Regions from separate parts of the Sus scrofa genome. Here regions 1 and 3 are each linked to region 2. A link is a contact called in public HiChIP or PLAC-seq data. All regions are on one chromosome and are shown on one strand. The core of a region is the stretch at or near the end of the contact, and the rest is flanking DNA. Distances in the headings are between cores, read along the strand shown. Region 1 holds the start of DDIT3 (DNA damage inducible transcript 3). Region 2 holds the start of LRP1 (prolow-density lipoprotein receptor-related protein 1). Region 3 holds the start of ARHGAP9 (rho GTPase-activating protein 9).

Evidence for each region. HiChIP or PLAC-seq counts read pairs in DNA pulled down with a chosen protein or histone mark.
Region 1: an H3K27ac HiChIP or PLAC-seq map of alveolar macrophages shows a contact between it and region 2. The contact joins the promoter of DDIT3 here to the promoter of LRP1 in region 2. A contact is called at or near these places in 1 of 47 Hi-C or Micro-C datasets (heart right ventricle) and 1 of 2 datasets of contacts at active chromatin or transcription factors (alveolar macrophages).
Region 3: an H3K27ac HiChIP or PLAC-seq map of alveolar macrophages shows a contact between it and region 2. The contact joins the promoter of ARHGAP9 here to the promoter of LRP1 in region 2. A contact is called at or near these places in 2 of 47 Hi-C or Micro-C datasets (epiblast stem cells and omental adipose tissue) and 1 of 2 datasets of contacts at active chromatin or transcription factors (alveolar macrophages).

Annotation. Positions count from the first base shown.
Region 1 is chr5:22,785,752-22,789,532 of Sscrofa11.1, forward strand. DDIT3 (DNA damage inducible transcript 3) reads right to left here and starts at 1,266. Exons shown (of 3, transcript NM_001144845.1): 1 at 1,256-1,266; 2 at 382-536; 3 at 1-279. The coding sequence starts at 516.
Region 2 is chr5:22,433,270-22,437,238 of Sscrofa11.1, forward strand. LRP1 (prolow-density lipoprotein receptor-related protein 1) reads left to right here and starts at 2,367. Exons shown (of 93, transcript XM_021091826.1): 1 at 2,367-2,999. The coding sequence starts at 2,933.
Region 3 is chr5:22,759,748-22,763,553 of Sscrofa11.1, forward strand. It overlaps ARHGAP9 (rho GTPase-activating protein 9), which reads right to left and starts at 2,432. Exons shown (of 18, transcript XM_021091869.1): 1 at 2,072-2,432. It overlaps MARS (methionine--tRNA ligase, cytoplasmic), which reads left to right. Exons shown (of 22, transcript XM_021091867.1): 2 at 1,137-1,639; 3 at 2,472-2,562; 4 at 2,709-2,787; 5 at 2,871-3,005; 6 at 3,610-3,685. The coding sequence starts at 1,384.

The sequences.
Region 1 (3,781 bases), core at 16-2,515, 350 kb after region 2:
CCGTTCGTTCTCTTCAGCTAGCTGTGCCACTTTCCTTTCATTCTCTTGTTCTTTCTCCTTCATGCGTTGCTTTCCAGCCCGGGCTGGGGAATGGCCACTTTGTTTCCGTTTCCTGGGTCTTCTTTGGTCTTCCTCCTCTTCCTCCTGAGCCAGGGAGCTCTGACTGGAATCAGGCGAGTGTGGGCTCTGGGAGGTGTGTGTGACCTCTGCTGGTCCTGGCTCCTCAGTCAGCCAAGCCAGAGAGGCAGGGTCAAGAGTGGTGAAGGTTTTTGACTCCTCCTTCAAGGGAATGAAGAAAGACAGAGAAGGTATTAATTGCTTGAGAAAGGAAGGGAAGTAACCCCTACCCGCCCCCTGCAACATTCAGCCTTGCATTCTCACCTCATTTCCAGGGGGTGAGACATAGTTACCCCCATTTTCATCTGAGGACAGCACCTCCTGCAGGTCCTCATACCAGGCCTCCAGCTCCCAGCTGGACAGTGTCCCGAAGGAGAAAGGCAATGACTCAGCTGCCATCTCTGCGGCTGGATTAGGCTCTGGAAAAGGACATACTCAGGATAGTGGGGGGTGGGGACAGAAGCTCCACGAAGCAGTCTATAGGCTGGCAAACTGGCCTGCTGCCGCCTGTCTGTTTTGGTAGATAAAGGTTTATTGGGACACAGCCACATCCATTTATTTACATGTTCATGGCTGCTTTCATGCTATAACAGTGGAGATGAGTTGTGACAGAGACTGTGTGGCCTTCAACATCTAAAACATTTACTATCTGGGCCTTTAAAATCTTACCAACCTCTGACCTAGAATGATCCTCCCTCCATGCTTTTGCCCAGCACTGGAAGAAGCAAGTGTCTAGACATACATTCTTATGGCTTCCTGATAAAAGTCTTCAGTCCCCCTTGAGGAAGTCCACTGGTTGTTTCTAGGGGCAGTTACCAGACCATTTGTGCTCCTTTTTCCTCCTGTGTGGGGATCCTTTGGGTCAGTCTAACCTTGATGGGGACTGAGGTGTGTGGTGAGACCTCACCTGACTGCACTCACACAGCAAGCTTTCAATTAGGACATATTCTAAAAATGGTAATTTGGTCACCTTGTTAGGGACAGGCCAGCAGACAGATGTGCCCTGATAGTACAAGCCTGCTCAGATTCAAACCCTCCTCTCCCATCTTCTCTGAGTATCCTTTCTTAGGGTCCTCTTACAGGGAGCCTGAGCAGCAATTCATAGGAGCTGGTTCTGGGACAGAGTTATTAAGTTTACCTGCTTTCAGGTGTGATGATGTATGAAGATACACTTCCTTCTGGAACACTGTGGGGATCAAGGACAAACATTAGCCATTTTTAGCAGGAGAGGCAGGTTCTTTTATCTCCAATTTTCTACTGGTCCTTCCCTTACTTCCTGACTTACAGAGCATGGATAATTATTGGTCCCTGTAGCCACTTCCAAGGACAGAGAAGAGCCCTGACTTCCTTTATTTTTAGTTGCTGACATTTGTAGTCCTGATTACATAACAGCAAAATCCTGGCCAACTCAGCTTTCTCTAAATTCAAGGCAGACCTCAAACCTTCCAGAGTAAGGAATGGACTACAAAAGAGAGAACAAATCAGGTGGTATTCTAATTCCATTCCCACACTGACATCCTCCAAATGTCTATTTCCAGTCTAGACCTCTCCTGGGACCTCCAGCTCTTAACTGCTTACTTGCCATTCTCCTTTTGGGTAGCTGATAGGCATCTCTGACTTATTATGTCCCAAAACAAACTCCTACTAATCTTCCCCTTGCAAGGTCTCTCCCACCTCAGCATATGGCAACTCTAGTTGCTTGAGCCAAAAATCTTGCTATCATCCTTGGTTCCTCTCCTCTCATATCCCACAATCCAATCCAAACCACCAGGAAACACCACCCCCCTTTTTTTTGGCCGTGCCCTTGACCCAAGCCGCTTCAGTGACAATGTCAGATCCTTAACCCTCTGTGCCACAAGAGAACTCCAAAACTTACCTGATGCTTCAAAACCCCAGAATCAACACTTCTCACCAATTCCATTGTTTCTAATCAAGTTACTGTCATCTCTCTTGGGTGACTGCAGAAGCCTCTTGACTAAAAGGTCTCCCAGTTTTTGTTCCAGCCACCCCTCTCAGAGTTTATTTACAACAGCAGGCAAGGTGAGCCATTTAAAACTTATGTCAAGGAATTCCCATAGTGGCTCAGTGGTTAATGAACCTGACCAGTATCCATGAGTACGTGGGTTCCATCCCTGGCCTTGCTCAGTGGGTTAAGGATCCAGCATTGCCGTGAGCTGTGGTGTAGGCCGCAGACTCGGCTTGGATCCTGCCTTGCTGTGGCTGTGGTGTAGGCTGGCAGCTACAGCTCCAATTGGACCCCTAGCCTAGGAACCTCCATATGCCACAGGTGTCGCCCTAAAAGGACAAAAAGACCAAAAAAACCCAAAACACCTTATGTCAAGCCATGTCACTCCTCTGTTCAAAATCTTCCAGTTTCACACATAATAAAGGCTGAAGTCCTTAAAATGGCTTAGAAGGCCCTCCATAATCTGCTCCTCCCTCGCCTTGTTTTTCTCATTGACCACTCTCCCTCTTGCTCACTTCAGTCCAGCCAACTGGCCTCCTGTTCCCTAAAGATACTACACACGCTTCCACGTTAAGACCTGTGCTCTTGCTGTTCTTCACCTGGAGTGCTCTCCACATACTGCATGCCTTACTGCTTTGCCTCTATTTAGGTCTCTCATTTAAATGTCACCTCCGAAAGGGAATCCCTGACCACTCAGGTAAACTGTATTCTCCTCTCTGAGCATTCTCTACCCCTCCATGCCTTAGCTTTTCCCGTGGCACTTACATATTTGCTTACTGTATGCCTTTTCCTACTGCAATGGAAGCTCTGGGAGAGCAGAGAATTTTTTTTTTTTTCTTTTGTCCATGGATGTATGCTGAGCCTCACACTGCATGGCACATAGGAGGTGCTGGTTAAATATTTGTTAGGAATGAATGGTGCATTCTCCCCTGTCCCTCATAGGGATAAGGAGGATGAAGCCCAGAGGCAGAGCAGCAGCTGCCTATCCCTGGGGACTGTAGACGCAATACCGTCCTGAGTGTTTCTCTGCAGGGCTGTCCTCCCTGGGGAACCCTCCTTGCCTTCCAGTGTGTGGGACATAGCTTTCATCAGCAGTGGAGCCGCAGGCCAGAGGGCTGCAGAGCCGAGCAGGGGGCTAGCTAGCCTGATGCAATGGTTACACAGAGATTAGTTGGAGACAGGACACGGGGAAGGAGGCATAGACCAATCCCAGGGGAAGGACAATTCATTGGGGAGACCCCAAATGGCTTTCCTCACTTAAAAGATCCGGGATGCTCTCTTGTGCAGGAGACCCAGGGAGCTCTGAGGAAAGGGAAAACCCATCTCCGCTCCCGGTTCATGGGCACCCCTCTTCCCAAAGGCTTGTGTCAGCCTCTTTAAGATTCTGTCCTCTGCAAGGGCGCGGAAAAAATGTCCTGTGGAGGGTCCAGAAGCCCCAGCTACTGACGTGGCTATGCTGGCCCCGAGACGCTGCGGCTGAGACAGGATTGGGGGTGGGGAAGGGGCAGGGCCGATGGTGGCAAAGCCGGTTAGCTACGGTCACCAGGCTTCTCGGCGCGGGGGTGTGTCCTGTTGCTCGGCCTCATACCGGACAGGCCTAACGAGGAGGCTTGGGGTCAGCAACCGGAGAAAATACATCTCCCGAGGGCCCCTTCACCGACCAACAGAGAGCACGGTCTGTGCTCCGGACATAGGTGG
Region 2 (3,969 bases), core at 1,117-3,616:
TTCTCTCATCTTACAGAGACAACCTCAGCACTTCACACATTGGAAATAGCCCAAGTGCCCAACAATCCTAGGAGACTGTGGAGTATCCAAGAAAGGAGATTCCAAGTAGCCCAAATAACGAGTGAGCTAGATGTGTGTGTACAACATGGAAAGGAATCAGTATGAATTAACTGAAGAAAGCAAGTTACAGAACAGTATATACCGTATGAGTTCATCTGTATTTTCAAAAGGTGTTTATTTATATTTGTTTATCATTTTTTAAAAAAGCCTCTTGGAAGGAGACCTGAGGAACTCTTAGTTGTGGTTATTCTGAGGGTGGGACTGAAGAATGGGAGTGTGGAGAGTGGCAAGTTGACCTTTCACCTTGTACCTGCCTCGTACTCTTTTTTTTGCCATTTTTTTACAATATAAAGTTAACACAAATAAATACACATTTGCATTCAAGAGACAGTAGGGCTTGGGAGGTAGCAAGTGAGAAGTGATCATGATTTGCTAGCTGAGGCCAGATATTGGAAGGTCAGGACCGAGAGAAGAGTTCACGTTGGATTCCGTTGCCTAGAGACGCCCAGTAGAGGTTCACCAGCCAGGAAGAGACACAGGGAAAGCAATTTTAGCAAGGTTCACCTGCAGACAATAGGCAGCAGGAACAGGAATGGGACTACCCCTCACAACCCTCTCAGGCTATGCATGGTCACTCCAGCTAGCTTTTTCCTTTCAAAGCTGCCCGAAGTCTTTTTCAATCTGACTTCACTTGGATGACAATATGAGGAGGGGATTCCAGGGAGAAGAAGCAACCTAGTAGGCATTCATTAAAAACATATAGTGAGTCCCTGCAATGTGACCACCTCTGTTACCCCATGAGTCCTGGAATGAAAGGCTAAGACCCCACCCCTCCCCAGAGAAACCCTCAGGGGCAGTGGAAATGGAAGAACTCTGAGCTCCATTTCAAAGGGGAAAAAAATGACAAATCTCAAGCACAGGCTTTGCAGGACTGGCTATAGGAAAGGCCCAGCTGGCAAAAAGTCTGAGGTTTCCAGCCTGGGAGAGTCTACAGGCAGGTGGCCTTGGCCCTGAGCAAAGCCAGCCTGGTGGAAGTTGTAGTTTGGAGGAAAGGTCTAGCTTCTTCTGGATTCCTCTCTTGCTCTCACTGCCATCAACAAACACTCCACGCTGCTCTGCTTTCTGCCAAGGCCAGACTGGAGTGAGGATTTGGGGCCTTTTCTTGAATTTTAAAAGGGAGAAGGGTGGTGCAACCCTCCCTCATTTCAAACGTCAGTTTCCGGCAGCCGACGTTGCCTGCCTTCTCCCTGAACTCTGACTTCGTCGACACCAGAAAGTCAGACATCCATGGTACAGCCTCAAAACACCACCCAGAAGGGGGCAGTGGCCAGAGGCACATTCGCCGGGCTCTGGGAACCGCCCGGCGCCCAGTGGACTCAAAGCAGCATTCCCATAGGGACTTAGGCCAGGACAAAGGTCTGGCACTCTGCAGACACCTCCTTAGAACTCAAGGCCTGGAGACAGAGGTCTAGAGTCCCTCATCTTATTCCAAATCCCTGCTGCTTGGAATCTAAAACCCCGACTTGGTAGGAAGCCAGTCAGAAGGTATAAAAAACAAAACACCAAACAAAAAAATAAATGAGCCCAGACCTCTTGGGGCTAAGAGGGGTGGCCCTTCCTCAACCCCACCCGCTAGTGACTCACCTCCCTCCAAACCAGGGACTGCCCCTCCCGCGCCCGGTGCCAGGAGAGCAGGGCGGGGCGGGTACTAAGGTGGGCTCCATCCCCAAGCCCTAGGCGAGCGGACAAGCTCCGGCGTGTCCCCGCGGGTGTCCCTGTTTACTCCAAGCCCTAGAGCGAGGTGAGGGCGGGACTTCTCGGCCCCTCCCCCAACCCGCCCCCCTCCGCCGCAGGCCCCAATCCTGGTCCCGGTCTTACAAAGTCTCCAAATCAAAGCTCAGCCTCTCCCCGTATCTTCCCAGCGGACTGGCGGCCCCCGCCCCCACCCCGGGCAGCGGAGGCACAGTCGGGCTTTCTCGTGGAGCTCGGGCCTCGACCCAGACCTCTGGGTCTTGGATCCCCAGACCGGGCCTGATCCTAGGGCAAGACACCGAGTTTCAAAGAGAAGCCGCTCAGGGCTCCTCGCCCCCTGTTCAACCCCCCTCGCCTCTTCAGTTCTGCAGCGCAAGGGACCAAGCCCCAGTCAAGGAAAAAGGCGCTCCAGGCCCAAAACTAGCCAGCAGGGCCGGGACCCCCGCTCTAGGACCGCTAGCCAGAGATCCAAATCTGGTCGCCTCTCTGACTCCCCCTCCCCAGGGCAGCGCGCCAAATCAGCGCATGCGCACTCACAGGACTGCCGCGTAGCTCTTCCCCCCCCCTTTTTCTTTCCCCGCCCCTTCTCTCCCTCCCTCCTCTCCTGGTCCCCTCCCTCTCCCCCCTCAGCCCGCCCCGCGACACCTCAGTCCGGGTAACAGTGGTGCGAGCTCCAGGCCCGTGCACTGAGGAGGCGGAAACCAGGGGAGCCCCCAGAGCTCCATCAGGCCCCTTCCAAAGGCTCCCCCACCCGGTCCACGCCCCCACCCCCCTACCCCGCCTCCTCCCAATTGTGCATTTTTGCAGCCGGAGGCGGCTCGGAGATGGGGCTGTGAGCTTCGCCCGGGGAGAGGGGGAAAAGAGGAACGAGGAGAACAGCAGGGGTGAAGGGTTTGGATTGGGGGGCTGGGGGTGCAGCTGGTCTGCAAGCCCTTCCCAAGGGGGCTCCGAACTTACCTCGTCACCCACGCCCCTGGTGCGCTGTGCTGAAGGATAGGATAAGAATAGAGGAGGAGAAGGGAGGAAGGAGGAAAAAGGGGGACCCCCCAATTGGGGGGGGCGACGGCGAGAAGTAACAGGACCAGAGGGGAGAGGGCTGCTGCTTGCATCAGCCCACACCATGCTGACCCCGCCGCCGCTGCTGTTGCTGCCCCTGCTCTCAGCTCTGGTCGCTGCCGCTATCGATGGTGAGTGAGATCCCGCGGCCCCCTTGGACCCCTGGGGACACCCACTCCCCAGCCCCCACTCCAGCGTTCGGAGGGGAAGGGAGACGCGGGAGGGGGTGCCTTTTGTTATCCCAGTCCAGCTGACACAGCAGCGGCCCAACTGGGGGTGGGGATGGGGGGGTCCAATTTGGAGAATGGGGGCCCTGACAAATGATGCTTCAGGGACCCCCCAGCCCAAACAAAGACCAGAGGCCTAGGAAGGGAGAAGAGGGATCCCCTTTTTCTGATCCTGGGATCTAGAGGCCTTCTCTTCCTATCTCTGGTCGGGGAGGGCCTGCGCCTCTTCTACGTCCTCCACCCCCCAACCCCCCATCTGAATTGTAAAGGAATCCGGATTTACAATGTACTGGTTGCAAAAGGGGGCGGGGGTCCTTTTGCAGTGCCCTCTGAATCTGAAAGGGGGAGCCAGGTCAGGGGTGCCCTGCTGAGAGCAGACAGGCCCTGGAGAAGGCTGTGGGTGGGGAGAGGGAGGGCCAAGAGAAGGCCCCCTGCTTGGGTGTGGAATCTGGGCCCTTGGAGACCAGGCTAGGAGGCCTGGGTCCAGGATCCAGCAGGCTGCCAGCCTGGGTTCCGCGGAAATGGGCACTTCCCCTTCTCAGGGCCTCTGTCAGTAGCCTGGCAAGGGCCGTGTTGGGGGGCATAGGGTGGGGGCAGACGAAGCTGTATGACTTTGAATTTCTCAATTCCTGGGAGCTTTGAGATGAAAAATGTCAGATGTCATCCTTGGGGAAGGGGGCTGGAGAATGGCCTGGAATGCTGAGGTGGGAGGGTAGAGGAAGGTTGCCTGCTCCCTGACTTCTGGCTTGATCACATTTTGGAATGGAAGGAGAGTTGGAGGTTGGAGGGGGGTTATGTCTATGCCTATGCCCCCACCCCCTCACCCCCTCATTCTCTGCTCCTTTGGTAAATGTGTTTATTTCTCTCCACTATT
Region 3 (3,806 bases), core at 1,182-3,681, 330 kb after region 2:
TGAGCTGTGATGTAGGTCACAGGCATGGCTCGGATCCCTCGTTGCTGTGGCTGTGGTGTAGGCCAGCTACTGTAGCTCCGATTCCACCCCCAGCCTGTGAAGCTCCATATACCATGGGCGTGGCCCTAAAAAAAACCAAAAAAATAAAGTAGAAATATTTTATGAATAATCATATCTTAAATGCCTGGTATAGAACAAAGTAACCTCTCTGTGCTTCAGTTTCCTCATCTGAAAAATAAGAATGAGAGAAGCTATCTTATTGTTTGTAATTTAAAAAAATAACTGTTTTCTTATAACCCACCATTTTATGGAGAGAAATTTGGGCAGGGCTCAACTGGGTGATTCTCCTGTCCCACGTGGCACTGACGAGGGTCACTTTGTGGTATTCAGCAGGCAGATAGATGGGTTGTTCTGGAGAGCTCCATTCAGATATCTGACTCCGTGATGAGGATGACTGGAATGCTGGGATCAGCTGGCCTGTCAGCCAGAATGTCAACATGATACCTCTCCAGCATGGCAATCTCAGGGTAGTAAGATTTCTTACAAGGCAGCTCACAGCTTCTTGGAGTGTTCCAAGAAGCCTGGGCCTAAATTGCAAGGCTTCTTATGGCTTAGTTTCAAATGAGGCCCAGAAACTCCATAGTTTTTTGAGAATTAAATGTATACCTGCACATATTTTTTGCCACATCTGTAGTACTCGGAATTTCCTGGGCCAGGGATCCAACTGCACAGCAGCTATAACCAGAGCCACAGTAATGACAATGTTGGATCCTTAACCTCCTGAGCCACCAGGGAACTCCTATATATATATTTAGAAGTGTCCAGCTCATAAGTACTCTAAGATATCAATTATTCTTAAAGGGGTACAAAGACGATAAAGAAGGGTCCCTTTCTCAATTACTGACATGCGCTTCCTTGAGTAGTGTATACTTACTGCCAAACTCTGCTTTCTTACTCCCCAGCAATCTGAACTTTTTCCTACACAGACTCATTTCCCTTTAATGTTAGCACCTGGCTGTATACGCGCTTCAGACTGGTATGAAATAAATATATAATTGTCACATTCTTTTTTACTAATAGGATACCTACACTAATTTTCATTATGTCACTAAAATACGCTTATCTATCAATTCCAGAACTCTCTTATGAGCTCGAATCGAGAGTGGGCCATTGCGAGTAGCCGCAGTCTTGACGTCGCCACTTCAGCGAGATAACTGTACCCCTCGGTATCCTTCACCGCTCTCGGGAGGCGTTAGAGGATTACAAGCCGGATCCCACACATAAAGGTCCTTTCTGGCCCTCCCATCAAAAAGATGCCACTCTGGCACTGCGTTTACGGCCTCTTCGTCTCTATGGCACTCTTTTCCTGTTTCCTAGTGTTGTATGATGGGAGAAATAGTCTACTTCCGGAACCCAGGCCCGGGGAACAGCTTTAGTCGGAACTCCATTTCCCGGCGTGCCGCGCGGCAATCGCTTATCCCTCTGGCGGGAGACCGGTTCCGGTTGCATCAGCGTGGGACCCACGGCGAAATGAGATTGTTCGTGAGCGAGGGCGCCCCGGGGAGCCTGCCTGTGCTAGCTGCGGCCGGGAGGGCCCAGGGCAGAGTGGAGCTGCTCATCAGCACTGTAGGCCCCGAAGGTAGACGGGCTGGTGCTGGTGGGCGGTGGATGAGGAGGGCGGGACGCGAACACGCCCGACACCCACCCTACAGTTGTCTTTTACCACCCCCCATCCCCCCACCATGCACTCCCGTCAGATTTCTCCCGCAATGTCCTTGGGCACCCCATCCCGTTTCCCTCCCAGTCACATCTTTCATCGGTTACCTAATTCTCCTCAGTGTCCCCTTCCCTCATCTTTTGCCTCCCCTTCTTCGTTTCCCAGGACCTCGCCTTACTTCAGTGAAACTCTTTCCCTTTATTAACCTCCCACACCTACCCGGCACTCCCCCCCGACCCCACACACACTCGCTAGTCACTCACATGACAATTCCCCAGGCACCCCTTTCCTTTGTTCTTAGGAAACCCCACTCGCCTCTCCTAAACCCAGACACACATATTCCCTTCGGTTTACCTCTTCTCATTCCCAGCCATCTGTTTGACTCTTAAGAGGTTCTCTTGTCCATCCTCCCAGTTCTCTTAATTTTGTTCTTCCAGTGTAGCTCAGATCTCTCAGATATCCTAGTTACTTTCAGTTGTTTCAGTTCTTGGCTGCAGCACTACCCCAATACCACCGCCTCCCGTCTGCAACTCCCATCTGTTGTTTCCAGCTGGCAGTCTCAGCTGAACACCTGCTGGTCTCTCCAGCGTATTCTGGACCCACCCCCTTTCAGTGGTCCTATCCTGGAACCTCTCCTTGAGACGGCCCATCTTTCTTCCCCCAGGCCCCCAACACTGTGAAGTTGTCCTTCTAAGTTGACAGAGTATTTGTTTTCTTTTCCCTGTATTTCACCCATTTTCCTGTTCTGCATCAGAGTGTGTGGTTCCATTCCTGACTCGGCCTAAGGTCCCTGTCTTGCAACTGGATAGTGGCAACTACCTCTTCTCCGCCAGTGCAATCTGTCGGTCAGTATTGGTCCTTGATTCAGGGAGGTGGCTGAATAAAATCAGGGATTATTGTCCTCTGTGGCCTTATTTACAATCACTGTTTCACTAGGGGGTGAGAAACAGGCCCCTCTCATTCTACCTTCTGTTGCTCTCTCCCTGGTTAGATACTTCTTTCTGTTGTCTGGGTGGGAGCAAGATGACCTCACCAACCAGTGGCTGGAATGGGAAGCAACAGAGCTGCAGGTAAGACTGAGATGTGGGGGAATCACAGGCAGGCAGGCCATTGCTTTGCATGGCCATCCTGACTTGTGTCTCCCGCATTTTAGCCAGCTTTGTCCGCTGCCCTGTACTATTTAGTGGTCCAGGGGAAGAAGGGGGAAGATGTTCTTGGCCCAGTCCGGAGAGCCCTGACTCATATTGACCACAGCCTGAGTCGTCGGAGCTGTCCTTTCCTGGCTGGGGTGAGTTGGGCCTTGAGATGGGGATTGGGGAAAGCTGTGTGGTATGAGAGTTAGGAAAGAACACTGTATTCAGAGTTCCGACCCCCAAACTGCCTCTCAACTAGCAGTGTAACCTTTAAAACTCACTACACTTGGAAGTTCCCGTTGTGGCTCAGTGATAGCAAGCCCGACTAGTATCAATGAGGATGCAAGTTTGATCCCTGGTCCCGCTCAGTAGGTTAAGGACCCGGCGTTGCCAGGAGCTGTGGTGTAGGGCACAGATGCTGCTCAGATCCCACATTGCTGTGGCTGTGGCGTAGGCTGGCGGATATAGTTCTAACTTGGGATCTTCTACATGCTGCAGGAGTGGCCCTAAAAGACAAAAAAAACAAAAAAAAGAGCAGCAACAAAGAGACCTCAATAAATTCAAACCTTCAGTTTTTCATCTTTGAAAGGGGGTAATATTAGCATTCACTTCAGTGGGTTGTGAAGACTGAGATAATTAAAATATGCTTAATACGGTGCTTGATACCTTGTAAGTGTGTAGCAAATGTATGAAATGTGACATTCATTGGGAAGAAACTGAGTGCCTCACCTGCCTCTTTCTTTGCTTTTCTCAACAAAGGAGACAGAATCTTTAGCTGACATTGTTTTGTGGGGAGCGCTGTACCCGTTACTCCAAGACCCAGCCTACCTTCCTGGTGAGAACTGCCCATTGCTTCACCCCTAGCTCCAACACCAGGAGCTTGGTGTAGGGGTAACAGAGTGGGTAGGTGAATAATGAGGAACCAGTTTGAGGTGTAGCTTGATGGGCAGCTATAG